4 separate regions of the Mus musculus genome follow, and all the other regions are linked to region 4. The links are chromatin contacts, called in public Hi-C and promoter capture Hi-C maps. All regions are on one chromosome and are shown on one strand. Each heading gives the region's core, a stretch centred on a gene start, on an enhancer-like site or on the middle of the called end of the contact. The rest is flanking DNA. Distances are from core to core; before and after follow the strand shown. Region 1 holds the start of Fcsk (fucose kinase). Region 2 holds the start of St3gal2 (ST3 beta-galactoside alpha-2,3-sialyltransferase 2). Region 3 holds the start of 9430091E24Rik (RIKEN cDNA 9430091E24 gene). Region 4 holds the start of Ap1g1 (adaptor protein complex AP-1, gamma 1 subunit).

The links. Promoter capture Hi-C pulls out the DNA fragments that hold promoters and counts their contacts. Hi-C and Micro-C count contacts between places; a contact is called where the count stands out from the background.
Region 1: a promoter capture Hi-C map of liver shows a contact between it and region 4, with 4 times the contacts expected there. The contact joins the promoter of Fcsk here to the promoter of Ap1g1 in region 4. A contact is called at or near these places in 3 of 39 promoter capture datasets (embryonic stem cells and liver).
Region 2: a contact with region 4 is called in a promoter capture Hi-C map of cranial neural crest. The contact joins the promoter of St3gal2 here to the promoter of Ap1g1 in region 4. A contact is called at or near these places in 1 of 39 promoter capture datasets (cranial neural crest) and 1 of 115 datasets of contacts at active chromatin or transcription factors (microglia).
Region 3: a contact with region 4 is called in a Hi-C map of muscle stem cells, with 5 times the contacts expected there. The contact joins the promoter of 9430091E24Rik here to the promoter of Ap1g1 in region 4.

Annotation. Positions count from the first base shown.
Region 1 is chr8:110,900,414-110,907,117 of GRCm38.p6, forward strand. It overlaps Fcsk (fucose kinase), which reads right to left and starts at 2,075. Exons shown (of 24, transcript NM_172283.3): 1 at 2,009-2,075.
Region 2 is chr8:110,914,439-110,921,182 of GRCm38.p6, forward strand. It overlaps St3gal2 (ST3 beta-galactoside alpha-2,3-sialyltransferase 2), which reads left to right and starts at 5,427. Exons shown (of 7, transcript NM_009179.3): 1 at 5,427-5,667.
Region 3 is chr8:111,140,432-111,147,085 of GRCm38.p6, forward strand. It overlaps 9430091E24Rik (RIKEN cDNA 9430091E24 gene), which reads right to left and starts at 5,067. Exons shown (of 3, transcript NR_040364.1): 1 at 4,973-5,067.
Region 4 is chr8:109,773,578-109,780,895 of GRCm38.p6, forward strand. It overlaps Ap1g1 (adaptor protein complex AP-1, gamma 1 subunit), which reads left to right and starts at 5,006. Exons shown (of 24, transcript NM_009677.6): 1 at 5,006-5,385.

The DNA of each region.
Region 1 (6,704 bases), core at 825-3,324, 1.1 Mb after region 4:
GTCTGTAACTCCGGTTCCAGGGGATCTTGATATCTTCACACATACATACATACAGTTAAAACACCAATGCAAATAAAAGAAGAATAAGTTTTTTTTTTTTTTTAAAAAAAGCATGACTTGTAATGTTCCCCTCCGCAAAACAATATGTGGTGCCCGACAGTGGCTGAGTGAATGACACACCTTTCCAAGGTGGCAGTGGAGTAAGAAAGTTTTAGCCTAGCCCTGTTTGGGAGGAAATGAAGGCTCTGAAATAGATTCCAGGTCAAAGACCATAGTGCTGGCTTTAATTGTCACCCTGATATAACATAAGGTCACCTCTGAAGAAAGCTCCTCAGCTGAAGGTCTGCCTCAATCAAATCCCCTTGGGCTTGTCTTTGAGAGGCTGTGGTGATTGATGGCTGATGTAGGGGGCCTACGCCACTGTGTGCGGGCCCCATCCCGAGGCATCTAAGAGAGCCCCTGGGTCATATAAGAAAGGGCTGAGCAAGCAAGAAAGCAAACCAGTAAGCAGCATGTCTCCACGATTCCTGCTCCAAATACCTGCCTGGGGTTCCTGACCGGGAAGTATAAAACATATACCCTCCCTTCTCCCCGCCAGGTTGCTTTTGGTAGTTTTATCACAGCGATAGAAAAGCAAATTTAGACAACTCTGAATAATATGGGGTTGCTGGGTGAGGGTAGGGGAAGATCTGGAAAAGTCTCAAGAAGTCAAGCAAGGCTATGGAGTTTTCCCAGTCAGATCAGCCAGGAGAGTAACTAACACTTAAGGAGTGTTTCTCAGGCACCTAGCCAACGGCATTGTAGTGACAGCTCACAGGAGCCATTCACCAGTCCTAATAGGTGATCTTATCACACCACAGGCATAAAGGAAGCCTGGCTTAAAGAATAAGCAGGCTGCCTAAGGTCAGGTAGAGCTAGCATAAATAGCTGGGTGTGTCCCCGTGTCTATGTTCTCAGTCACAGGGAGGAATGGTCCTGGGTTGTCACACGTGGCATTTGCACAGTGATCTTAGAATACAGAGAAGAAATTATAGCAGCACTCTGCCCATTTTCACAGAGCTTCATTTGCTCAATCCAAGTTGGAGTTTTGAGGACTGGAACTTTTTATGTCTTTTTTTTTTTTTTTTCTTTTCTTTTTTAGTTACGACATAGTCCTACAAAGCAAACCTGGCTAAAAGCTTACACCAATTCATCTAGTCAAGGATTTTTGGTTGGTTGATTTTTTTTTTAGTTCTGTTTGCTTTCCAGTGCTAGGAAACCTCAGGAAAATTGCAGGAGAGTGAGCATACCCAGGGATGATAAAATAAGGCCCCTTATGCATACACGCACGCACACTCCAAGTACATATTTTTAAGACAGGCTCATATTATGCAGCCTTAGTTGGCCTCAAACTTTCCATCTTCTTGCCTCCACTTCCCAATACTAGGTTTACAGGCCTGGGCCACTATGCCAGCTCATAATCTGCTCATTGAACAAAGATGGTATAGGTAGGGACTACGCACATTTCAGCATTTTAAAAACTTTAAAAGTTGAATGTATGTGTGTGTGTGAGTGAGTGAGAGAGAGAGAGAGAGAGAGAGAGAGGGAGAGAGAGAGAGAGAGAGAGAGAGAGAGAGAGAGAGAGAGAGAGGCAGGCCCAGGAGACTCTAATTTGCAGCTTTTTGAAGAACAAGAGGCAGAAAGAAGTTGGCTGGAAGTAAAACCAGATAGTAAACAATACGTTCATACAATGTGTACCCAGTGGGGTAAACTGAGGCAGGAAAACGACTCAAATCAAAATCAGAGCAGCGCTGGCATCTAGAGCTCCCTGGCTCAAGGGAATGTCGCTCGGTGTGCCAGGTGTCCGCAAGTCGTGGGGGTTCCCTCTGAAAACCCAGATCAAGAGAAGACTGCACTACAGAGGTCCCCTGCAGCTAACTAGCGCTGGGGGCGACGGCAGAGATCTGGGAAACCCGCAGGAAGGCGCCCCAAACTACAGTGGAACTGAAGACCCCGCGGACCCACATACCTGCGTCCGCCCAGCGCTCGCAGAGCCGGCTCTTTAACGCGGCTGCGCATGCAGCGCGGCGCACCCTGGGAAATGGAGTTCATTCGGCCTCCCGCCAGAGTCCTCAGAACCTACTCGCAGCCCCGCCTTACTGAAAGGACAAAGTTCTCAAACTTACAAGGAGTGCTAAATATACAAATTTCCAGAGAGAACAGGTGTCTTAAAGACACTGGCCAACTGTTTCTTTGTTTGTTTGTTTGTTTGTTTGTTTGTTTGTTTGTTTGTTGTGACTCGGGTACAAGGTAAAAGTATATTTTGATTGTTTTGTTTTGTTTTGTTTTGACAGGGTTTCTCTTTGTAGCCCTCACTGTCCAGGAACTCATTTGCCTTCCTCTGCCTATTGAGTGTGTGTGCAACCATCGCCTGGCTGTAATTTTGACCTTTTAAAATACTTTTTATTAAAGCTAAGTCTTTCTTAACTATTGATTAATTGAATGATTGATTGATTGATTGATTGAATATGAGTACACTGTAGCTGTCTTCATGCACACCAGAAGAGGGCATCGAATCCCATAACAGATGGTTGTGAGCCATCCCGTGGTGGCTGGGCATTGAACTCAGAACCTCTGGAAGAACTTAACTGCTGAGCCATCTCTCCAATCCCTTTATTTTGACCTTTTAAAAAGGATGGGGGTTTTGGGGTTTGTTTGTTTTTTTCTGTTTTTTGTTTTCTGTTTGGTTTTTCGAGACAAGGTTTCTCTGTATAGCCCTGGCTGTCCTGGAACTCATGCTGTAGACCAGGCTGGCCTCGAACTCAGAAATCCACCTGCCTCTGCCTCCCAAGTGCTGGAATTAAAAGCATGTGCCACCACAGCCCGCTTAAGAAGGATTTTTAAAAAGTTATTATTTTAGGGACTGGAGAGATAGCTCCACTAGTTAAGAGCACTCACTGCACTTCCAGAGGACCAGGCAGATCACAACATCCTCACACAGACATAAACCACCAATGCAGGCAAAACACCAATGCATATGAAAATAAAAATGAATAATTATGAAAATGACTTTGCTTTTATTATTACCGTCAATGCCATCATTTTATGTGCCTGAGTGTTTTGCCTGCATGTGTGTCTGCACCTCGTGCATTCCAGAAGAGGTTGCCAGCAGGTATTGGATTCCCAGAAGTTAGAATTAAAGACCATTGTGACCACCATGTGGGTGCTGGGAATCAAACCCAAGTCCTCTAGAAGAGCAGCCACCTGCTGATCCATCTCTCCACCTGTTTTTTGGTTGTTTTGTTTTGTTTTATTTTTTATTTTTTTTAGATAGGATCTTCCTATGTAGCCCAGGCTGGCCCTCATTCAAACTCCTCCTACTTCAGTCTCCAGAGTGCTAGGATTGTACGAACTCACCACCATATCCTTCAGATTTTTTTTTTTTTTTTAAGACAGGGTTTCTCTGTGTAGCCTTGGCTGTCCTGGAACTCACTCCAGAGACCAAGCTGACTTCAAACTCAGAGATTCACCTGCCTCTGCTTCCCCAAGGCTGGGATTAAAGGCGTGTGCCACCATGACCCAATTTCTTCAGATTCTCTTTTCTTTCCCTTCTTCTTTTCTCTTAACATTTTTATTTCTTTCCCCTGGCAGAAGCCCAAAGCCACTATTTTCCTCAGGAGCTGTGAAGAAGCAGAGGCTGGCTCGCCATTGTTGCTGAGGAGGGAACATAGGCAGCTAGAATTGCATTGACAGGAAACGTCCCTGTTTTTCTCAGGTGGATCCTTCTGGAAGAAACTTCCAACTCTACAGTGGAAAACTTTGCAGCAAAGCTTTGCAAAAGCTGTGCGTGACAGCATTGTTTGCCATAACCCAGAACTGGAAATCACTTCAGCATCCCTGTTTAGGGTTTTATGTTTTATGGAGGTTTTAATTAGAATATGGTTGATATATTTGCACAGTAATGAACTTCCTTCGTGACCTTCTCTAAGGCTGGATGGGGTGGCACAGGCCTGGAATCCCAGCTCTCGGGTGGTAGGGGGATCGGGAATTCAAAGTTATCCTCCCCTGCATAGCCCAGGTAAAGGTGGGAAAAGAGAACAAACTCAAAATTGCCTCGCTGGCTTTTGGCCTTGCTCTGGCCCAGCACTTCCTCACCATGCACCCTTTCTTCTCTTTTGGAATAGTAACATATATTTTGTGCCATTGTATGTTGGAATTGTGCGATTTGCTCTTTGACTTTGATGTTACAGGGGCTTGTGGTTAAGAGAAGGTCTTGAGGGGCTGGGGAGATGGCTCAGTGGGTAAGAGCTTTGACTGCTCTTCTGAAGGTCTTGATTTCAAATCCCAACAACCACATGGTGGCTCACAACCACCCGTAATGAGATCTAACACCCTCTTCTGGTGTGTCTGAAGTCAGCTACAGTGTACTTATGTATAATAGTAAATACATAAATCTTTGGGTCGGAATAAGTAGCGACTGAGCGAGTGGGGCCAACCGGGGCGAGCAGGGTTGACCAGAGCAATTAGAGGTCCTAAAAATTTAATTCCCAACAACCACATGAAGGCTCACAACCATCTGTACAGCTACAGTGTACTCATATACATAAAATAAATAAATAAATCTGAGAGAGAGAGGTGGCCATGACTCTCAGAAAAGATTTGGACTTTAAGCAGTGTTGAGACTGTAAAAGATTACTGGTGGTTTTAAAGTTGGATTTAATGCATCTTGCGTTATGATATGGCTACGAGTCTTTAGGGCCCAGGAAGTGGAATATGGTGGGCTGAATGAGAATGTCCCCTATAGATTCATATATGTGAATGCTATATAGTCACTAGCTGTTTGGAAGGATTAGAAGGATTCGGAGGTGTGGTCTTGTTGGAGGAAGTGTGTCACTGGGTGGGCTTTGAGGTTTCAAAAGCCCAAGCCAGGTCTGTTCTTACTCCCTTTGCTTGGAGATCAGGATGTAGAGCTCTCAGCTCCAGGGCCATGGCTGCCTGAGAGCCATCATGCTCCCTGCCATAATGATAGTGAACTAAGCCTCTGAAAGAGTAAAGCAAGCTCCCAATTAAATGCTTTCCTTTATCAAAGTTGCCTTTGCACAGCCGTAGAACCGTGACTAGAACAGAACACACAGACATGAAATTAAAAATATTTTTACATCCTGCATCACGGGAGGTGGAGACTGAATCAGCAGTTCTAGTGCAGCCATGGTTACAGCCTGGATCTGAGACTCTCCTCCGGAAAGAAGGAAGCAATGCATCATGGCTTTCTTTGCTGGTGTAGCTTAGTACTAGAGCACTTGCTTAGCATGCAAGAGACCCTGGGACCCCAAACATACCTAAAACATGTAAAGGAGCAAGACTTGCAGTGAACCCATCATGGGGCAGAGCCGGCTATGGGGTACAGACGAGGACCGGCAAGGAGAACATGAGCTCGCCCTGTATTTGAGTTCTTCTTACAAGAATGTGCTTTCTGCATTTGCTGTCCTGAACCAAGGAGCCTGGGAGGACACAGAGTCAGTTCCAGCGGGAATGGGGGGGTGTACTGTAACTTGGCCAGTCACGTAGCCGTGTCTTTCTGTCTCTGTCTGTAAAATGAGTTAACGGTAATTCCCAATGCCTGTAATTTTTATGCAGCTTTGACTCCATAGTAAGCAGTGGTGTTGGCGTCGAGGGAAGCTCAGCCATTATTACTGTCAATATATCTTTCTCCTCTCTAAAGCAGGATTTTTGGATTGTTCCCTGCTTCAGGTTCTAGGACAGTATCTAGGATGCTGTAGGTGGTTAGAAACCAGGGAAAGAAAGCATGAAAACTGTTCCCTGCCCAGCTCTCATGGGAGTCATCCCCTCTCTCCACCTGACCCAAGTCTCCCTCACCCCGCCTCCTGTGCCTATGAACCAAGGAAGCCGTATCTCTCGCAAGGGACGAGGCTCCTCTTCTTGCTGCTGCTTCAGCAATGCAGATCCGGGGCTCTACAGTGGCATGAGAAGCAGAGATGCCAGCTGCTGCAGTGTTGGCAGTGGTTCCATAAGACAGAATGTGTCTCCAAAGAGTGCAGGAGCAAAGGCCTTCACTCACATCCTGAGAAGGAGGTGTGGCTGAATGACCTCCATACTGCCAGACCCGCTCTAGTGCGGCAACTCTCCAGCCAGAGAGGCAAAGCCACTCAAGGAAGGCTTCCATAGCTGGAAGCCCATCCCTGGCCGGATGTGATCCCTCACACATGTCCTATAATCTTAGCTTTCAGGAGGCAGAAGCAGAGGCTGGAAGATCACCCAAAGTTGAAGCCAGTGTGATCTCTACAGGTAGAAGAATAGGTCCTGTTTAAAAAGGAAGGATTCCGTGATTTGGGATGGTGGCAGCTCATGGCTGTGATCACAACATTTGAGACACTGGGGTAGAAGGCTATAACATAGCCTAGGTTGTATTATAAGAACTTACCTCAAAAGGGGGGGGGAGGAAGGAATGAAGAAATTGCTCAGTGGTTAACAGCACTTCCTGCTCTTCTAAGGACTTAAGGTCAGTCCCCAATATCCACATCTGGCAGCTCAGACTTGCCTATGACTGCTTTTAGCAGAGCTGGGGAGATGGCTCTTCCAGAGGACCAAAGTTCAATTCCCAAACCCAAATCATTTGGTCACAATTCCAGCTCCAAGGAATCTGATACCCTCTGCTGGCCTCCTTGGACACCACACACTTGTGACATATACTCACACATATGTCC
Region 2 (6,744 bases), core at 4,177-6,676, 1.1 Mb after region 4:
TTTCCCCCTTCAGGGTTTCTCTGTGCAGCACTGGATGCTAGAACTCAACCTGTAGACCAGGCTGGCCTCGAACTCAGAGATCTGCCTGTCTCTGCCTCCCAAGCCCTGGGAGTAAAGGCTTGCACCACCACCATTGCACTTGTAATCCTAATTTTTGGGAGGTGGAGGCAGATCAGGAGTTTGAGGTAATCCTCAGCTACATAGCCAGTTCCAGCCCAGCCCAGATTCCATGAGAATCTTCTCCAAAAAAGTATTCCTGGGGCTGGAGAGATGGCTCTGCAGTTAAGAGCACTGACTGCTCTTCCGAAGGCCCTGAGTTCAAATCCCAGCAACCACATGATGGCTCATAGCCATCCATAATGAGATCTGATGCCCTCCTCTGGTGTGTCTGAAGACAGCTACAACGTTCTTTTTTTTTTTTTTTTTTAAGATTTATTTATTTATTATATGTAAGTACACCATAGCTGTCTTCAGACACCCCAGAAGAGATTCAGTTATCATTACAGATGGCTGTGAGCCACCATGTAGTTGCTGGGATTTGAACTCAGGGCCTTCAGAAGAGCAGTCAGTGCTCTTAACCACTGAGCCATCTCTCCAGCCCAGCTACAGTGTTCTTACATATAATAATAAATAAAATAATAAATAAAATCTTTTTTTTAAAAAAAAAAGTATTCACACAAAACCATGCAATGGCTCAGTGTGTTGCAAGCCTTGCAATCTGAAGTCATTCCACAGAACGCACGTAAAGGTGAGAGTAGAAAAACCAAGTACACAGAAGTCTCTTCTGCTCTCCATTTCCTGCTTCACACACACACACTGCACTCATCTGTCTGTCTAACCATCCATCCATCCATCCATCCATCCATCTATCAATTTATCTACCGGTTCTGAGGCAGGGACTCCCCTGTACAGCTTTGGCTGGCCCTGAACTTGTTTTGTAGACCAGAGTGGCCTCAAACTCAGAGTTCTGCCTGCCTCTGCCTCCTGAATTTTGAATAACGAAACCCACCACCACACTCAGGCTCACATACACATACTGAAAGAAAAGAGGAGGTGTCCTAGTTAGTTCAATGGTCAACTTGATACACCTGGGAAGAAGGGATCTTGGTTAATAAGGGCTCCGCTGGTTGGCATAATGGCATGAGTATGGGGACAATTCCTTCCTTCCTTCCTTCCTTCCTTCCTTCCTTCCTTCCTTCCTTCCTTCCTTTCTCTCTCTCTCTCTCTCTCTCTCTCTCTCTCTCTCTCTCTCTCTCTCTCTCTTTCTTCCTTTCTCCCTTCCTTTTTTTTTTTATAATTTTTAAGATTTATTTATTTTATGTGTATGAGTACACTGTAGCTGTCTTCAGATATCCCAGAAGAGGGCATTGGATCCCATTACAGATGGTTGTGAGCCACCATGTGGTTGCTGGGAATTGAACTCAGGACCTCTGGAAGAGCAGTCCGTGCTCTTAACCACTGAGCCATCTCTCCAACCCTGGGAACATTTTCTTAAATGTTAATTGATATGAGAGGGCTCAACCTACTATGGGCCATGCAACTCCTGAGCAGGGGTTCTGTGCTCTATAAGAAAGCAGGCTGAGCAAGGTCATAAGCAGTAGAGCTTTATGGCCTCTGCCTTAGCTCCTGCCTTGAGAATTTCCATTAGGATGGACTATAAGGTGTAAAATGAAATAAGTCATTTCCTTACCAAGCTAATGGTTATCCTAGTGTTTACCCCAGCAATAGAAAACTGACTAACAAAAACAACAAAAGAAACAAAACAAACAAACAAAAACAAAAAATAAAAACAAAAAGAGCCGGGCATGGTGGCACATGCCTTTAATCCCAGCACTTGGGAGGCAGAGACAGGCAGATTTCTGAGTTCGAGGCCAGCCTGGTCTACAAAGTGAGTTCCAGGACAGCCAGGGCTACACAGAGAAACCCTGTCTCAAAAAAAAAAAAAAAAAAAAAAAGGAAATAAACAACAACAAAAAACAAATGTTGAGAACATACAGAAAAAAAGAAAGAAAAGGAAACTAACTAAAACAGAAAGTTTTAAAGAAAAAGAAGCCTGGGGGGCTGGTGAGATGGCTCAGCGGGTAAGAGCACCCGACTGCATTTCCAAAGGTCCTGAGTTCAAATCCCAGCAACCGCATGGTGGCTCACAACCATCCGTAAGGAGATCTGACTTCCTCTTCAGGAGTCTGAAGACAGCTACAATATGCTTACAAATAATAAATAAATAAATCTTAAAAAAAAAAGAAAAAGAAAAAGAAAAGGAAAAAGAAGAAGAAGCCTGGCCAGGTTTAGTGGCACATGCCTTTAATTCCAAAACTGGGGAGACAGAGTCAGATGGCTCTCTGTGAGTTCAAGGCTAGCCTGGTCTACAGAATGAGTTCTAGGACAGCCAGAGCTATATAGTGAGACCCTGTCTCAGAAATAAAAATAAAAAATAATAAAGGTAGACTGAGACTATTGGAGAGAAATTTTTCAAGGAAAGAATCCCAAATGTAGCCGGGTGTGGTGGCGCACGCCTTTAATCCCAGCACTTGGGAGGCAGAGGCAGGTGGATTTCTGACTTCGAGGCCAGCCTGGTCTACAGAGTGAGTTCCAGGACAGCCAGGGCTACACAGAGAAACCCTGTCTTGAAAAACCTAAAAAAAAGAAAAAAGAATCCCACATGGGCCTCGGACACCTAGAATTTACTTGACCCTAGCTGGGAAGTTGTCAGATGATGGGAGCTCTTATTGGAGCCAAAGGGTAGAGAGGAACGCTCTGCCCTCTCCAGGGAAGGGTATTGGATTCTTCTTCAGTAATCTGCTAACGGAAACGTGGGGGTTGTGAGGATTGCATTACTTAAAAACAGAGCACATGCTGAACACGCACAAGGCTCTAAGTTCAATTCCCAGCATTTTTTTTTTTTAAAGTAACCTGGTGATGGGTGATAAAAGCAAGAAGACACTCAACACCTGCCGGTGAGAGTTGTTGCCACTGCAAATTACTGCAACGCAGGGACAACAGTTCTGCAAAGAGGTCTTAGTGGTTAATTTTATGGACAGAGTGAAGTTGAGCTGCATAGGAATGACTTTGTCCCATCCCATCCACCCAACCACCCTCTCTCCTTACAGCCTGTGATGGAGACACCGGTGTCAACAAAGCAGAAAAAAAAAAAAATTCCTGAGTCAGTTTTAGTCAGGGTTCAGTGGTTCTGTTAGTCACTTGGCTGCTTGCCCACAGTGTTGGGAGAACTTACCCTTTGCTGCAGGGTGAATGGGGTGTGTTAGGTTGAAATAGGGGAGGCTAGAAACTGAGCTTTCTGACTCAAAGTAGATATTTACCCACCTTTTCAAAAATGAAGTTAGAGGCTAAAGGGTAAGGATGAGTTTTAGTTAGAAACAAACCCTTGGGATAAGAATTTAGGGAAGATGGCTGCCAAGATGGCTCAGCGGTTAAAAGCACTAACTGCTCTTCCAAAGGTCCTGAGTTCAAATCCCAGCCACCACATGGTGGCTCACAACCACCGGTAAAGAGGTCTGACGCCCTCTTCTTGTGTGTCTGAAGACAGCTACAATGTACTTATGTATAATAAATAAATCTTTGGGCCTGAGTGAGCGGGGCCAACCGGAGCGAGCAGAACCACATGAAGGCTCACAACCATCTGCACAGCTACAGTGTACTCACATACATAAAACAAACAAATAAATCTTTAAAAAAAAAAAGAATCGAGGAAGAGAAGAACCTAGCTTGCATTTGTGCAGCTGTGCTTTAAAAGGAGGGGGAATGCGTAGGTGTCACGCCTGGCTTCTTGGTATGTCAGCTGACAATGAAGTTAGAATTTAGCTTCTCGTAGAGGCTTGGAGATAGAATGCCTAGCCTTCCTGATGACTGCATCGTAAAGAAGTAGGGTTTTGGTCTGTGAGATTCTCCTGAGCTGTAGTGTTGTGCCAGGAAGCATTCGTGAATCCCGAAAAGACTATCAAGGAGCCAAATCAGATGCAATCGCATTAGAGTCTCTTTATTTAAGCTTGAGCTCCCCCCCCCCCCCTGTCTCTTACCAACGCTGACACAGTAGGAAAGTGGAGCCCTGAACCTAGTTTCAGGCAAGCATTTTTAGAGGCAAGAAGTGGGTCTCTAGTCTGGTACACATCTGATTGGGGGGGGCGGGGGAGGGACGACGGGCGGAATGATGGCCTTTAATGCTGGAAGTCAAACCATAAACTTAACTTCTGCTTTCCTCCTGATTGGTGGTTGTTAGAAAGTGAAGTGCCAGGGGGCGGGCTTGTAACCTGGGGGGTGCAGATTTGTTGGGGAGTAACCTGGAAACCGGTGCTAGGTACTGGTCTGTTAGTTTACTCGAGTTCAATCTTAGGTCAGGCTTTCTGTGATGGAGTCTGAACCCAAAAGATTCATTGCAGGGTGTGATGGCTCAGTGTCCATAATAACAACCCTCAGGAGGCTAAGGCAAGAGAATCCATCATGGATTCCAGGCGGGCCTGCCTGGCTTACAAAGGGAATTTACGACTACCTTGGGTTACATAATAAGAGAAAGAACGAACACACTTAAAATTCTAGGGTCCCAGAACTAATGAACCAGAAGTCGTTTGAGTATCATTGGTCAGTCAGAGACATTTGGAGACTGAATGTGTCATCAATTAGGAACTTCCTAATGGTTTTGGAGCTTGGTTTGAAAGTTGAGGAAAGGATTGCCTAACACTGATGTGGATAAATATTTAAAATGTGTGCATGTTACCCTAGAGAATAGGCATCTAAGAGTCAGAAGTCTGAAGTCAAGAGATGCCCTAATGGATAAAGGCTGTAGGGTGCCTACAAGCAAGACAGTTTGCAATGTGAGGTGCCCAGTCACATAGTGGCAAACCCTATTTCCACATCGCTGCTGGTGCCCCTCTTTTCAACAGCCTGGACCTAGTGCCCTCACTGCAGTTGCAGCTTGCTGGGCCAGGGCATGAACCCAGCTGGCTCAGGTCGTGGCTCTTGGCAAGAGCAAGTACAAACAGTTCCCTTGAGCTGGGCTTGGCCGCAGTTGATCACAGTCCTGTGTGAGAGGCATCCTCAGCTTACTCGCATCCTTTGATGAACCAGGTACCAAAGCCCGGCTGGGGTACCGCAGACTGCACCTCCCAGGCTTCAGCAGCCCAGAGTCGCGTGGCTGTGAAACTGAAGAATACGCCCCTTAGTGCTGTGCCTTAACCCTCTAAATCCGGACAGAACTACAAAGACCATGAGCCCAGATATGGGAGTGCATTGCTTTCTGGGAGCAATAGTCCTATATGCAGAGCGATGCTGGCGGGTCCTGCCAGGCTGGACTACATATCCCAGCATGCCTGAGCGAGTGGTGGTGGGGGAACAGGAGGGAGGGGAGAGCCCCGGAGGATGTGAATGGGGAGGGGGCACCCGCCCCCTTCCCCCACCCTTCCCTTTAGCTTGGGTAGGGGTGGGGGGAGGGGCCGGGCTGAGCTGCAGCCGCGGCGCTCCGGGAGGGCAGGGCCAGGCAAGGGCGGGACTGGCCCGAGGCTGGCGGACTGGAGAGCGGTGAAGCTAACGGGTCCAGGCGCGGGAGGCGGCGGCGGCGGCGGCGGCGGCGGCAGCGGCGGCAGCTCTCTGCACGGGCGGAGGCGGCGGCAGGAGCGGCAAGCATGGCCCGCGCGGCGCCCAGCGCAGACTGAGGTGCGCGGGCGGGATGAGAGAGGGCGGGATGCGGGGCTCCCCGGGCCCCGTGCTGCCCCTACCGTCTTCTGTGCGGGCAGCGGGCTTGGCCCAGAGGCCCAGATCCAGCGGGTCCAGCCCAGCAACTTCCCTCGGGTCTGGGCGCCGTGTGGGCGGGGGTCCGATTGCCTTGGCCTCGATCGGGATCCCCGTCTTCTGCTTCTGCATATCTAACCACTCCCAGTCTTTCAGGCACTCCTGTAACACTCCTTGCTGGCAGCCCCCAGCCTCAGCCTTTGGAGTTCTCTGTCCTCGTCCACACTTCCACACCCCAGGTGTTGGTACTTCCAGCCCTAGGGCGCTTGGGAACCTGCTCCATCCGGAATCCCCTGCCCCACTTCTCCTGGTCACAAGCTGTCTGCACCATCTTCACTTCTTTCCTCTACCCTTCGGCCTTTCCCCCACCTGGCACTGACCCCTAGCCACACTCTGTGGCCTAGTTCTCTCTAATAAGACCTGACAGCTTGATCCCCTTCCTACTTTGGAAAAACTGAGGCATGAACCCACCGGAAACTTGGTCATGGTGTGCCCGTCCTCTCTGGACGCTGGCCTGAGCACTGTCCCTTGTCCCTCTTGTTCCTTCCATCCTTTGCCATATAAGACACGTTACTTCCCTCCAGTCATGCCCCTGTGACTGAATCAAACTTCCCAGCCCCATATACAGCTCCAGTGTTCCCTGTTTAGTTCTTCCACTACTTCTGTTGTCCCTGCTTTGCACAGCCCTCCACCTGGAAAGGAGTCTCAGTCCTTTTGCTGCTCGTTCAAGTTAGCCTTTCTGCTTCTCTCTTGCCAACTGCATCCATCTCCTCCCATGTTGCCTCTTGTTTTTCATCTGTGTACTAAGAATAATTCAGGGACCCCTGGGACCCCTGGGAAGTAGTCAGTCATTCCTTGTCAGTAACCCATACTCCTGTCTACAAATGTCTAGAAACTGTTTGGCCATCCCGTCCTCATGCTTGGTGGGCTCAGAAGTGTGGGTTGGAAGGGACCGTTTACCTCTATGAAGATGGTGACATTGAAGGACTCTGGTCATCATTC
Region 3 (6,654 bases), core at 3,817-6,316, 1.4 Mb after region 4:
CCAACCACCTAACTATATGTAAGCTAATAAAATGGATAAGCAACACAACTTACGAGACGAGAATCTAGACTCCAGGATTTTCCCATCTGTTACATGGTCTAGGAATTATCTACCTCATATGCCTGTGGAAAGACTAATTATCAGGCGATGCAGGAAAAATACGCAAGTAGTGTCACAGAAGCACTCATGAAATAGTACTCCCCCCCCCCCACCACCACCACTAAACACAACTGTGAGAGCAAATGAAGCTTGTGGGTTAGACAGATGGTAACTAAGGAAGACTAGAACTGTATCGTGGAGCTGTGTCTCCTGGTGATCAGAAAGCCCCTTGGAATTGCAAGTTGGTTTTTCCCACTACAATATACCAGAGTCTAATGAGGTTAAGAGGTAGCTCAGCAGACAGTAATAGGAAAACATTCAGGGTAAAATATGAGATGTAGCCAAATCTGCTCTCCTGACTGATGGATGCTGAAGAACCGATGCAAACACCAGAGAATTCAAGGCAAGAGAGCACAGAGCACAAACTGTAAACAAGGCTCATTTTATTGTTACAGCTCCTTTAATAACAGAGTTACAGGTTTAGATTTTAACAAGGAAGTCTTACCCAACAAGGCAGGCCAGCATATCCAAGGTTACATAAAGTCCAATAATGTAGTTTTTCTTTAAAAATATCTGAGGCATGGGTACCTCATTTGGCCTAACTATTGTCTAAAAATTAAGAACACCACAGGTCATCATGTGTTCCTTCACTCTGTAGCATTCCAAATTCAGTTCCTGAGAAATGTCAACATTACATGTCCTCACATCTATGTCATAATTCATTATAGCCTCATCTAACCTTAATCCAAACCCCAACAGTAAAAACTACAGGTTGCCCACATATGCCAAACATGGATGTTAAGGTAAAAAAAAAAAATGTGAAAGTTCAAATAGTAGAGCCAGTGCAGGGTGGTGGTGGCACCACCTTTAATCCCAGCACTTGGAGGGCAGAAGCAGGCATCCCTCTGTGAGCTTGAGGCCAGTCTGGTCTACAGATCAAGTTCTCAAATAGTCAGGATTTCATAGAGAAATCCTGTCTTAAAAAGCCAAAGCCAGGGCTGGAGAGATGGCTCAATGGTTAAGAGAATTGACTGCTCTTTCAGAGGTCCTAAGTTCAATTCCCAGCAACCACATGGTAGCTCACAACCATCTGCAATGGGGTCTGATGCCCTCTTCTGGTGTGTCTGAAGAGAACATATACATTAAATAAATAAATCTTTAAAATAAAAACAAAACAAAACAAAAAACAAAGCCAAAACAGTGAAGCCAAGGTCAAGATACTGCAGATATAAGCCGGGTGTGGTGGTGCACACCTTTAATCCCAGCACTCGGGAGGCAGAGGCAGATCTCTGAGTTCGAGGCCAGCCTGGTCTACAAAGTGAGTTCCAGGACAGCCAGGGCTATACAGAGAAACCCTGTCTCAAAAAACCAAAAAAAAAAAAAAAAAAAAAAAAAAAAAAAAAAAAAATACTGCAGAGGTTAAAAGCGCTGACTACTCTTCCAGAGAACCTTGATTCAATTCCTATCACCCTTTTGGAAGTTCACAAACAGCCCCTGGGGATTCTATGCCATCTTCTGGCTCTGTAGGCACCAGGCACACAAGTCATTCCATATACACCAATGTATATGTATGCACCCATTCATGCAAACACACATCCACATTAAATACATAAATCTTAAAACATGAAACCAAGAATACTAAGGAAGAGACACAAAGACACCTGCAGCTGGGTGACACAGTAAAAAGAACGTGCTAAAGAGAACAGCAGGCTAAGGATAAAGGAAGGCCAGTAAGTGGTGGTGCACACCTTTAATCCCAGGCTTGTTAGGCAGAGGCAGGCACATGTCTAAATTTGGGGCCAGCCTGGTCTTAAGACCCCCTATCTTAAACAAACAGGGAAAATAAACAGCAGTACCAGGCCAGTGCCAGTGATGGACAGAAAGACACATTTCCTCCTTGGAAAAGACATGCTAGGCACTCCTGCTTATTATATAGCCTTTCTTTTAATACAGTGCTTCTACTGAAGCTATTAGAGCCTGTCTTCACATCAAGAAAGAGACACCAGACCATCCCCATACAGGGATAACCCAAAATGCTATTACTTGTTAGTAGCTGTGAGAACAGAGAGTTCTATACAACTACCAACACTTGGGCTAGAAGTAGCAACACTAGCCAGTAGAATAGCTAGCAGAGTCCAAATCAACAACTAACAAAGTCAGAGTTTAATACATAATCAAGAATTAACAGGGCTGGAGAGATGGCTCAGAGGTTAAGAGCACTGGCTGTTCTTCCAATGGTCCTGAGTTCAGTTCTTAGAAACCACATGGTGGCTCATAACCATCTATAATGAGATCTGGTGCCCTTTTCTGGCATATAGACATACAAGCAGGCAGAGTGCAGCACACATAATAAATCTTAAAAAAATAAAATAAAAAAGTTAATAAGACAGCTCAAGGTTGTAGGAAGAAACACCAGCAAGTTATGGCCAGCAGTGAAGGGAACAGTCAATACCCACAAAGCCAGAGTCAGTGATGACTGAGAGGAGCCTTGAGACCCCCAATGTCTGAAGAGTGCATGCTCATCTCTCTGGCTGGGTGAATGGGACGTGTGACAGAATGCGGGCCCTGCATTGGCTTGACCCACTATAGTCAAGAGAACCAAACCAATTTGGAGAGATCTTATCTGTTATCAGTTTCTACCACTGCCCTATAAAAACCCTGGATAAGGAAATTCAGCCACCTTCTCTTGGAAACCCTTCTCTGACTCTGGAGAGTTACTCCCGTTTTCATGTCTCACTTTTCCTCAGTCGCTGTAATAATTAAAGTCTGTTTTTGGTTTTTTTGGGTTTTTTTGCTTGTTCCCACTAGAGGTCTTGTCTCCTAGTTTTCACTGGCATGAGACAACAAACTCCAGAGCCATTGGCCCAGGTTGATCTTTGAAGACCATGAATGTCCTGGCATCTTGGTCATGTACAGCTGGTGATGAAAGGACCAGTTACTCCAGAGAACCCATCATCTTCAGTCAGTCATCATTAGCATAGTCATTATCTGTTTCTACGCTATGCAGCCCTTTCAAAGAAAACTAGACGAGAAAAGATAATACAACCGTGGGAAAGAACGCTAAGACTCACCCCTTAGCAGGAAGACATGGCAGAAGAAACAGCAACAGATGAGTTTCAGGAGGAAATAAACCATGTCAAAAGCCCAGCCTGACAGACTGTTGGTTTAGTGTTCATCTTGACCTACAACAGTGACTAGGTGAGAGCAGAAGGGATTAAACCAAATAGCAAGAAGCAAAGGGAGGCTCTGGAGTCTTCTCCAGCAGGCTGAATGTCAAAGCCAAAGAAACCTCAACAGCAACGAGGGTAATCACGCCAGTGACACCGGAGATGCAGAAGATAAAAGGCAGTAAGCTTAAAGCAATGGACACCCTTTAAAAAGTCCTTGAGAGTAACTGTAAAACTCTCAGTTAAAACAACTTCTGCCAAACAACCCAGGCTGTTTCTGTTGGGCTCCTCTTAAATCAACCCCAGCAAAGGGGCAGCACTGAAGTGACTCCAGAGTTTCTTCTGTTTGGCTTTAACCACAGATGGGTTGCTGGTCAAAAAGACAGGTGGACGGCCACACTCCCCCACACAACAGAACCCCACAGGACACTTGCTTACCAACCGAAGGCCTGTGTGGTGACTCTCTGCCTTCCAGGTAAACCAGGGTTACTAGTGAGACTCTATGTTAAAATGGATGGATGGATGAACGAATGGGGAAGGAAGGACAGAACCTGCTGGACATTGTGACCCAACTGGTCCAGACTGCAGATTTTCCTTTTATTTATTTACTGTATATGAGTACACTGTTTTCATGCACACCGTTAAGAGGGTATCCCATTACAGATGGCTGTGAGCCACCATGTGGTTGCTGGGAATTGAACTCAGAACCTCTGGAAGTGCTCTTAATCACTGAGTCATCTCTCCAGCCCGACTGCAGATTTTTATTTTTTCAACAGGTGCATTAGGAGGTATCAAGAGAGTTTCAGAGCCGGGCGTGGTGGCGCACGCCTTTAATCCTAGCACTTGGGAGACAGAGGCAGGCGGATTTTTGAGTTCAAGGCCAGCCTGGTCTACAAAGTGAGTTCCAGGACAGCCAGGGCTGTACAGAGAAACCCTGTCTCAAAAAACCAAAAAAAAAGAAAAAAAAAGAAAAAAAAAAGAGAGCTTCAGAGAGTTGGGCCCACAAAAATGGCTAGCGGGTAAAAGTCAAAAAACCTGGGTACTTGACTGATCGGCTAGGAACGATCCCTGGATTCATCTGGAGGAGAGAAACGCATCCCCAATTTCTCTACTGACCTCTACCTTACACACAAACAAAGCCAGTAAATATTAAAAATATGAAGTTAGTTTTTTAAAGTGATGCAAATCCCTGTGGCTTTCAAAGTTGACCTCTGGCCTTGCTCCCTGCCAGCGGCCCTCGCCCACCCACGGACATCATGCAAAGTAGGCTTGGAGACCGTGGATCACACACAACTGTCACCCACCGGAAACCCCACGGCCCTGACTAGGTCTCTGACAGGAGTCGGTGAAGCACAGCCGAGCCGCACATTACAAGGTGGGAAACTATTCCACCTGCAGAGACGCGGGGCCACCTCTGGCCGTGACAGCAGTGCGCGCGCGCCCGCCCGAGCCGCAGCCCGCCCCGAGGCCCGGTCGGCCGCCCTGGGAGAGCCGGCGCGCAGTCCCGGGGCGGCCGGCGCGGCTCCCCGAGGCCCGCACAGCTCCACTGGCTCAATCCCGGCGCCCGACCGGTGGCACCGCCTCAGAGACCCGGAGGGACGGCCGGGAGCCGGAGCCCAAAGCTCGGACGCCAGGGGCGTGCGGGGCGCAAGAGTTCGCGGGACCAGAAGGCCGCCCGGACCCGCGGGTCCCAGCCGGCTTCCTACCTCAGGGGCCCGCATCTCGCGGGCAGCGCGCTCAGCAACGCCCGGCGGAAGTGAAGGGCAGCCCAGCCGCTGAAGAGGGTCTGCGCCGGCCGGAAAGGGGGCCAGGGCATGGGGACGGGGCGGGACGCGGAGCGCAGAGTTCCGGGACCGCGGGGGCCTGCGACCTTCCGCGCTTTACGGCCCGCGGCAAGGGTAAGGCGGGCGCGCGCGCCGACGCGCCGTGACGTCACCGCGGCGGGCCGGCCCGCACGTGCGCTTGTTTGGGTCTCGCCAGGCCCCGCCCCTCCCGCTCCGCCTCCGCCTGGATGACGGCGAGTGTGCAGGGAGCGGCCACCGCCCTCCGTCCCCGCTCCGGGTCTCCCGCCGGCCTCCGTGTGTCGGCAGTTCGGGTGATCGTCTGCCGCCAGGCCTGAGCTCCGATCCTGCGCGAGGGGTCCGCAGCCCAGAACCCGTGGCCGCCTCCGCCTCCGCCTCTGCCTGGATGGCGACGAGAGTGAGGAGAGCCGCCACCGGCCTCAGGCCGGCCTCCGTGTGTGCCTAGAGCCCGGGCATCGGATCCGGGCCAGAGCCTCGACCCAGTGTGGGCAGTTAGGGTGACCGTCTGCCGCCAGGCAAAATGGAATACTTTTATGTGTAGCTGTCTGGTCAGCTTGTGTCAGCAAGTCTGTGTCTAACATACATGCAGTGCCCGAGAAGGCCAAGAATGTCACATCCCCTAGAACCAGAGTTAGACATGATTGTTAGAAGCCATGTGGGTGCTAGGAATCACATGTGTGTCTTTGGGAAGAATAGTCAATAAGTCCTCTTAATCACTGATCCATTTTCCAGCCCCAAAAATAATGTTTTAAGTAAAAGAAATATAGTAGTCCCAACCCCTCCGGGGCTGAGATAGGCGGCTGGCTTGAGCCCATTTGTTTAACCTGGACAACATAAAAATAAACATAAAAGGACACACACAGATATTTCCAGGCTTTGTAAAATGTTCTAAAACTACATTATTGTGATGGTTGTTTAATTCATAAGTTTACAAATTATGGGCTTAAAATGACTGGAGTCCTGGGGTTGGTTCCCAGCACTGCCCACACCCAGCGTGATGTCACTCACAGAGGTGCAGGCAGCAGGATCTCAGACTGTGGGCATTTCCTTTGGCAAATCTCTGTCTCCAAAAATATTTACAATTCATAACAATTATGAACTAACATTGAAAATTAATTTTTGGTTGGGGGTCACTACAAGTTGAGGAACTGTAGTAAAGGGTCACAGCGTTAGGAAGGTTGAGACCCGCGCTCTACATTATCCTTGGCTATGTAGGGAGTTAGGGGTTAGCCTGAGCTAAGTGAGACCCTTTTTGGTTTGTTTTCTTTTTTTGAGACAGTTTCTCTGTGTGGCCCTATTACTCCCTCTGTATTCCATGTTGGCCTTGAGCTCAGAGAGCTGTCTGTTTCTGGCCCCTGAGTGCTAGCATTAAAGGCATGTGTCACCACCTCAGGGTAGACCCTGTCTTTGAGTGAAAAGATAAGGGAATATATGGGGGCCAGGATAGAACATTAGATTCATGTCAAAAAATCAAGGAACCAAAGCCAGCTGTAGTAACCCATGACCGAGGAGCTGGAGTCCAGGAGAATCATCTTATAAAAGAAGCTGTATGGGCTGGGCATGGTGGCCAATGCCTTTAATCCCAG
Region 4 (7,318 bases), core at 3,756-6,255:
AGGAATTCAAAGCCAGTCTTAGCTCCAGAGTGAGTGCAAGACCAAGTCGGGCTGCAATGAAAACCTGCCTCAAAAAGCCAAACACTAGGGCAAGATGTGTGAGAGGATAAAGGTACTTGACAGTGACCATGATGGGCAGCATGAGTTCAATTCCCAGGATCCACGCTGAAAGGAGAGAACCCAGAAAGGCATCCTCCGATGTAGTGTGTCTACAGGCACGCTATGGTACACGCATGCATACACATACTAAATTGATAGTTAGATAAATGTAATTGTTTGTGGGTTTGTTTCCAGACAGGGTTTCTCTGTATAGCCCTGGCTGTTCTGGAACTCACTCTCTAGTTCAGACTGGCCTCAAACTCAGATTTGTCTGCCACTGTTTCCCAAGTGCTGGGATTAAAGGCGTGGACCACCACTGCCTGGATAGAAAAAAAAAATGTAATTAAAAAAGACAACCAACCTCCCTACACCCTTAAAGCTACTCTCCAAACCCAGACTATATACCTAAGTATATACTAACACTATAAACCTACTATATACCTAAACAAAGATAAGGGAATCCATTGCAAACCTTAGGTTTCAATTTGTGTGCTGTGTCTTCCACAGCTCCGTCTTATTGTTCTGCCTCCCAATGACCTCTCTCTTTTATATATATATATTTTTTTAAATTTAAAGTTTTTCTTCTAAATCATGTGGATATGTTTGTGTGTGTCTCTGTGTGGGTACATGCACATGAGTGTGGGTGCCCATGGAAACTAGAGTCATCAGATCCCCCAGAGCTAGTGTTATAGGTAGCTGTGAGTTGCTCGGTGCTGGGAATCAAACTTGGGTCTTCTCAAATGACAGAATACAGTCTGAACTTCTGAGCCATCTCCAGTTACATATTTTGTTTTTATTTTATTCTATTTATTATTTAGAGACAGAATCTCACTATGCCTCTCTGACTGGCCTTGAACTCACATCTGGCTGCCTCTGACTCCCAAAGCGTTGGGATTAAAGGTGTGTGCCACCACCCCCAGCTTCATATTTTTATTTTTAGCAAGGACTTACCTGCTGGAAGATAATATCAGTAGTTTGGAGTTTTTTTTCTTTGTATTTGTGCATTATTTAAAACTGGTTTTCCTCAATGAAAATTTAATTATCTAAACGGCAGGGGGAAGTCTCTTTTGTAACGTCTATTACAGTTTCTAGAACACCTAGAGATGAATGGTCTAGTGGCATCAATCAGGCTGCAAACTGATGGAGTGCTTACTATATGGACTAGAAGAGAACTCCAGACTCTGAAGGTCTAGATTTGAGTCTGCTTTCTGCTGAACGAGAGCCTGACAGGGCTGTCCAGATAGTTCCGTGTCAGCAGTAATGGTGCCAACCTGGTGGCTTGAGCGCTAGCTCACATATAAAGGTGCAAGGAGAGAACGGAGTCCACCAAGCTGTCCTCCCACCTCCACAGGGAGCACCATACCCCCTCTCATCCTCCTATACCATACATTTACACGCAGTCATAAATACATAAGCAAATACATAAATGAATGGTATTATTTGTATTATTTGGTCTTACATTGTATTTATTTTGCATGGATGCAGGCATGCACCATGCCACAGCATATGCATGTAGGTCAGAGGGCAACTAGCAGAAACCAGCTCCTTCCTTCCAACATGTGGGTTTCAGGGATTGAACTTATGTCACTCCAAGACCAGCTCCTTCTCCCCACAAAAAGAGGAGCAGCCCACTTTACCTATCTGAGGCCTTCTTTCCATATTTCTAAACTTGGGATTGAAAAACTCATCTTAAGACAGCTATGGATTTTGCTGACCCCTTAGCCCGTGCCGGTGACTGCTTTATTTTTCAAAGTAAATAAAAAAAAATTAAAATTCATTCATTTTGAAACAGGATTTCATTATATAGTCTGGTGTGCAATTCCCTCTGTAGACAAGGCTGACCTTGAACTAACAAAGATCCAACTGCTTTTGCCAGTCCTACGATGAAAAGCTTGCATCACTACACCTAGCTGCTAGCTACTGGTTTATGTGTATCAGGTCATCTATCAGATTGGCTCAAAGATGCCAATATTCCTATGAGCTTCCTTCAGGGATGCAGACATTGAGGAGCAGGTGTGTTCAAAGATGTAAAGGAACTCAATAAGGATAGGAAAGCAGGGTTGGTTTTTAAAAAAGATTTATTTTAATCTCATGTGTATTTTGCTTGTAGTATGTATGTATGTATGTATGTTTGTATGTATGTATGTATGTATGTGTACTACGTGTTGAATGCTTGTGAAGGCCAGAAGAGGGTGCAGGATCCCCTGGAATTAAAGCTAGAGATAAGCTGTAAGCTGTCTTGTGGGTCTGGGAACCAAACCTGGGTCCTTTGCAAGACTAGCCGATGCTCTTGTGTTAGCTCTCCAGCTAAGGTAAGGTTTTAAACCTAGGCAGTCTAGTGCCAGAGACCAAGCTTTTAAATAATATCTTTGTGGCTTACAAGCTCATGGTGCATGCTGAACAAGTGAATCAACCTTTGTGGAAATACTTGTGTAAATTGTAAGCTACATGTACTTTTGTGAGGTACAGTGTACAGCAGCTGGAGTGGCCTGACATGAGAGCTGGGATCGGAATTTGGATCTTCTGTGAGAACAGCAAGTGCTTTTTAAACTATCAAAACATCTCCCCAGCATCTCAAATTTAAATTTAATAATACTGTTTGACTATCTGTCATATTAGGATAGTGAGATTATATTTACAATTTTAATCTTTTTGAGATAGAGTCACAGGTAGTTGAAGTTAGCTTCAAACTTGCTATATAGCTAAGGAAGACCTTGTACTCTGATTCTGCCTCTACCTCCTAAGTGCTGGGATTCTGTTGTATGCCACCACATCAGGCTATGGAGTAGTAATTTAAATAAAGAAAAGTGTAAGTGAAGAAAATGATAACAACAACAATAAGAACAACAGAGAAGGGGTCTAAGTTGCTCTTTTCCTTTGAGTGTTCAGCTTTTCTTGGAGGGAGGAGATGTTGTGAGATCAGTCACTATGCAGCCAAGGTTATCCTCCAACTCACAATCTCTCTGCATCAGCCTCTAAGAAACTGAGCTTACAGATGCTGCCACCACAGCTTCGTCAAGTCCTTCTTAAGAAGACATTTTTTTTTTCTCATTAATCCCAGCACTTAAGAGGCAGAGGCAGATGCAGGCAGATCGCTGTGAATTTGAGGCCAATCTGGGCTACAGAATTCCTGGACCTCTAGGGAAAGACTGAGAAACCCTGTCTCAAAAAGAAGAAGGAGGAGGAGAAGAAGAAAAGAGGAGGAGAGAAAGGACAAAGAAGAAGAAGAAGAAGAAGAAGAAGAAGAAGAAGAAGGAGGAGGAGGAGGAGGAGGAGGAGGAGGAGGAGGAGGAGGAGGAGGAGGAGGAGGAGGAGGAGGAGAAAAGAGGAGGAGAGAAAGGATGAAGAAGAAGAAGAAGAAGAAGAAGGAGGAGGAGGAGGAGGAGGAGGAGGAGGAGGAGGAGGAGGAGGAGGAGAAGGAGGAGAAGGAGAAGGAGGAGAAGGAGAAGAAAAGAGAAAAATAAAACTTTTGTTGTTTGCTATGGTAAACACTTAATTTTGGCCCATAAAAACTATTTTAATCTTCCATGTGGAAAACTTGGCTACCTTTGCCTTGCATCTCTGCTTGAAGATTTCCTTTACGGAAATTTCACAGTGAATTTGGCATGTTTCATGCATAGGCCTGGCTCAAAGTAATCTGCACTGTGCTAGCATTATGATGTTCTTCTAGTCTTAGGGTGTACCTAGGGCTGCCCTGTACAGATGCCCCGAAGAAAGGTAGGAGGATTTGAATTCCGTAAGCATTCTGCTCTATAAACCGGTAGGTATGGGTTGGAATATGTATATGGGGTGTGGTGAATTTTCTGTGTAAGATGACATCTTAAGGCAGACTCCATTGTGAGAGACAGTTGTAGTTTTTCTCAAGTCTTAAATCTCATTATTTGTAAACTTTGGTTACTTACTTTGACTCACGAGATTGCTTAGCGGGCTAGGTTGTACATACGATGGTACCTTATGATCAATATGACACCAATATTTAATAAATTTGATCGTGCCCTTGGTATCCTTTCTTTCCAGCCACTTGGCATGCTCCAGAAATTCAAGGTCAAAATTGTATGGCTAGACTTACTCAGCTCAACGTCTGTATTTTGAAATCCTTGCATGAAAAACGAATGTCTAAAAGATGCAACTTCCTGTTTATGACACTCAAATTTGAAACTCAGGATTTTTGCTTAGTTCCTGGTCTTTGGTATTCAGTGTAGTCTTGTGTTTTATTCACATCTGGGATACCTTTGTTGTCAATCTATCGGAAAGATTTTATTCTAGGTAGGTCACCTTTCCTTTAAATGGGCCAAGATATCAAGGATCTCTAGGTTCACATGGAAAAGACTTGGGTCACAAGTTAGTAATTATTTATCACGCCAGGAACTGTCTAGTTAGACTTTCTTTGCTTCAGGTCATTAGTTCATTCAATCATAGATGGAAAAGCTATTCTGGAAGAGTTTTAGCTGACATTTGTCCAGATTCTTTTTTCCCCTCACAGGAGGGGACTGGATCGTAGGTGAGATTGCCGCACAAGGCGGTGGTGCTGTGCTTGGAATCCATTCTTAGGTTTCATCTTTTTACCTGTTTTCGCAAAAAAAAAAAAAAAAAAAAAAAAAAAAAATTGAAGATACCATAAAACCCTAGAATCCAAAGCCACTTGGAGCATGTTTCTAATGTTGACCAGAAACCTCTGGCCAACGAGGACCACTTAGGAATCCTTTCGGACAAAACTGGTCACACCATGTCTATGCGCTTTCCCCTGCATCTCCTCTCCGCCTTCCCCAGCTCCCTCGCTGAGCTCCGCCCACCTCAGGTGACCCCCACCGTTTCCTGGCTGCACAGTTTTCCCCTCCCCCCAGAACGGAACCAAAGTGCGACGGCTCCAGGGCCGGGCCGGAGCGTGCTAGCTCAGACTCCTCGCAGCGGTGACTCGGCAGCGGCGTCGAGCGTCATCAGTGACAGCCCCGACCCTTGCTACGCTTTGAGTCGCTCTGCCCGGCGCAGTCGCCTCCTCCTCGGCAAATAGTCCTCGGCGGGGGCCGAGTCCTCGGGTCATCCGGGGTGGGAGACGGCACGGGCTGCAGTCGGAGGGACGCGGGGCGGCCGGCGAGAGGGAGCCGGGGAGCGGCGTCTCCCGGGGAAGCGCGAGGCGTGAGGTAGAGGCGCCCTCCTCGCCCGGGATCCCTCCGCCTGCAGTCGCGGTGCTGAGGCCGAGGGAGCCGCCATTTTGGATGTTCGGTTCCTGCTGCCACTGCCGCCGCCGCCCCCGAAGCTGCTGGTTTCCTTCGAGGTTTCGGGCCGGTGAGTGTCACTCGCGGCACCGAGGGCGGGTCGGCTCTTGGGCTCTGCCGCAGCCGCGAGCGTCTGGCCGGAAACCTCCTGTCAGTCCCAGGGGTCCGGGCTCAGCCTGTGGGGGGTGGGGGGTGAGGAGGACCCAGGTTTGGGTCAGGAGGGACCCGGGAGCCCCGGGCTTGCTTGGACTTCCTGAGGGCCGACCTCGGGAGCTTCAGAGCCGGAGCTGTCGTGCGCGGTCGCTTTCCTCTTCCCTTGGCGTGGTCTGGCCGCCGCAGGCCTCCTTGAACCCATTGACTTTCTCAGGCTGCGAGGCTCCTTTGAAAGCTCGCTCCGTTCGGGGAGCTTAGGATTTAGCGGGGCCGGGCCCCACCCCCGCGTGTCCTCTCGGAGCCACGTATCAGCGTTCTTGTGTTGGGGACTCGGGTCAGATCTGAGAACTCTGAGCATTTCCCACGCAGGGGCAATTCTGCCTGGTCCCTGCAGTGCCGTCCACTGAAAGCCGGACATCGGCCTCGCCTCCCTCTAACCTTCCAACTAACTTCTGGTCCAAACACTTTCGCTTTTTTTTTTTTCTTCTTCCTTCTTCTTCTTTCTCTTTTTCTTTTAAAGAACTCACCTGAGACCGCACTATTCACTCTCCTCTCCAACTCTCGGTTCTGCGGACGTCGGTTTCTAGTAATTCTCAGGCTCTTCCTCATTGCCTGGAACTGTCGGTTCTGCTTCCCAGTTAGGGCTTGGTGTCGGAGAGCCGTCGAACCACCCTAGGGTGTATTTCCGCAGCAAATGGGTTTAAAGCAGGCCAAGTGGCTTTGGGTGCGAAGGAGCTGTGAAAATAACTTTCTGCATTTCTTTCTGTTCTGAAAGCTGAGCTTTGGGGCACTTACTGATACTTTTTATTTATTTTTTTCTTTTAGCGTTATATTTGCTTGAGCATGGAAAGCTGCCCTTGGAGAATAATAATCTGACGTAGGTAGAAAGGAAGATAACTTTTTTGGTTCCTATAGGGATTAGTTAACAGAAGAGCGAGCTGAATGGTCTCTTAGTGACCGCACCCCTCAGGTGTTTGTATAGTAATGAACGCTGCTGACTTCTTATGTTGACTTTTCTCAGACTAGTTAGATTTTAAGCATCCATTTCCACCGTTGCCTGGAGTATTTGCCAGACGTTTGATTTGAAACCTGTGGATCTTCAAAGTAATGATAGCTTCATTAATTCTGTTCTTAAAGTATTCCTGCAGTCCAGTATGCGTGAATAAAAAACATTTCACAATAATTCACTGGTTATTTCCTACATTTCAAGTTAGGTGAGTGTGGTTGAATCACACCCCCCCAGCCCGTTTTATCTCAGCCTAGGTTTTTGCATCTGCAAAAGAGAATAACTTCTTTGAGATCACAGGTGACTCGAAACCTAAGTTTATAACTTGAAGCAAGTCAAGTCTCTCAATAGTTGTAAACTTTATATTGATGCTCTATTTAACATTTTTGAAGATTTATTTATATTTTTATCTGAATGTCTTGCCGGTATTTATATGTGTATCATGTGCACACTCAGTTCCAGTGGAAGTCACAAGAGGGTTTTTGGATCCTCTGGAAATGGAATTCTAGGCAGGTGTGAGCTGCCGTGTGGGTTCTGGGAACTGAATCCATGTCTTGTATAAGAGCAGTCAGTGCTTTTAACTGTTGAGCTGTCTCTCCAGCCCTGTGACGCTGCTTTATTCTTATCAAGCTTTTGAACTGTGAGAACAGGTCAATTCTTACAGGTCATACAGTGTCACGGAGGACAGTGTTTTCATGCAGATAGTCTGTGCTCTTGTCATTTGTTTTGAGAAGTTCCTTCAGAGCTATGTTAGTCTTGTCAGATATGAGTTCTGTGTGTTGCTCCAAAGTTGTTCCCTTTTCTTTTGCTTTAAAAAGAACTCGGGGCTTCTGTCTCCTTGCAT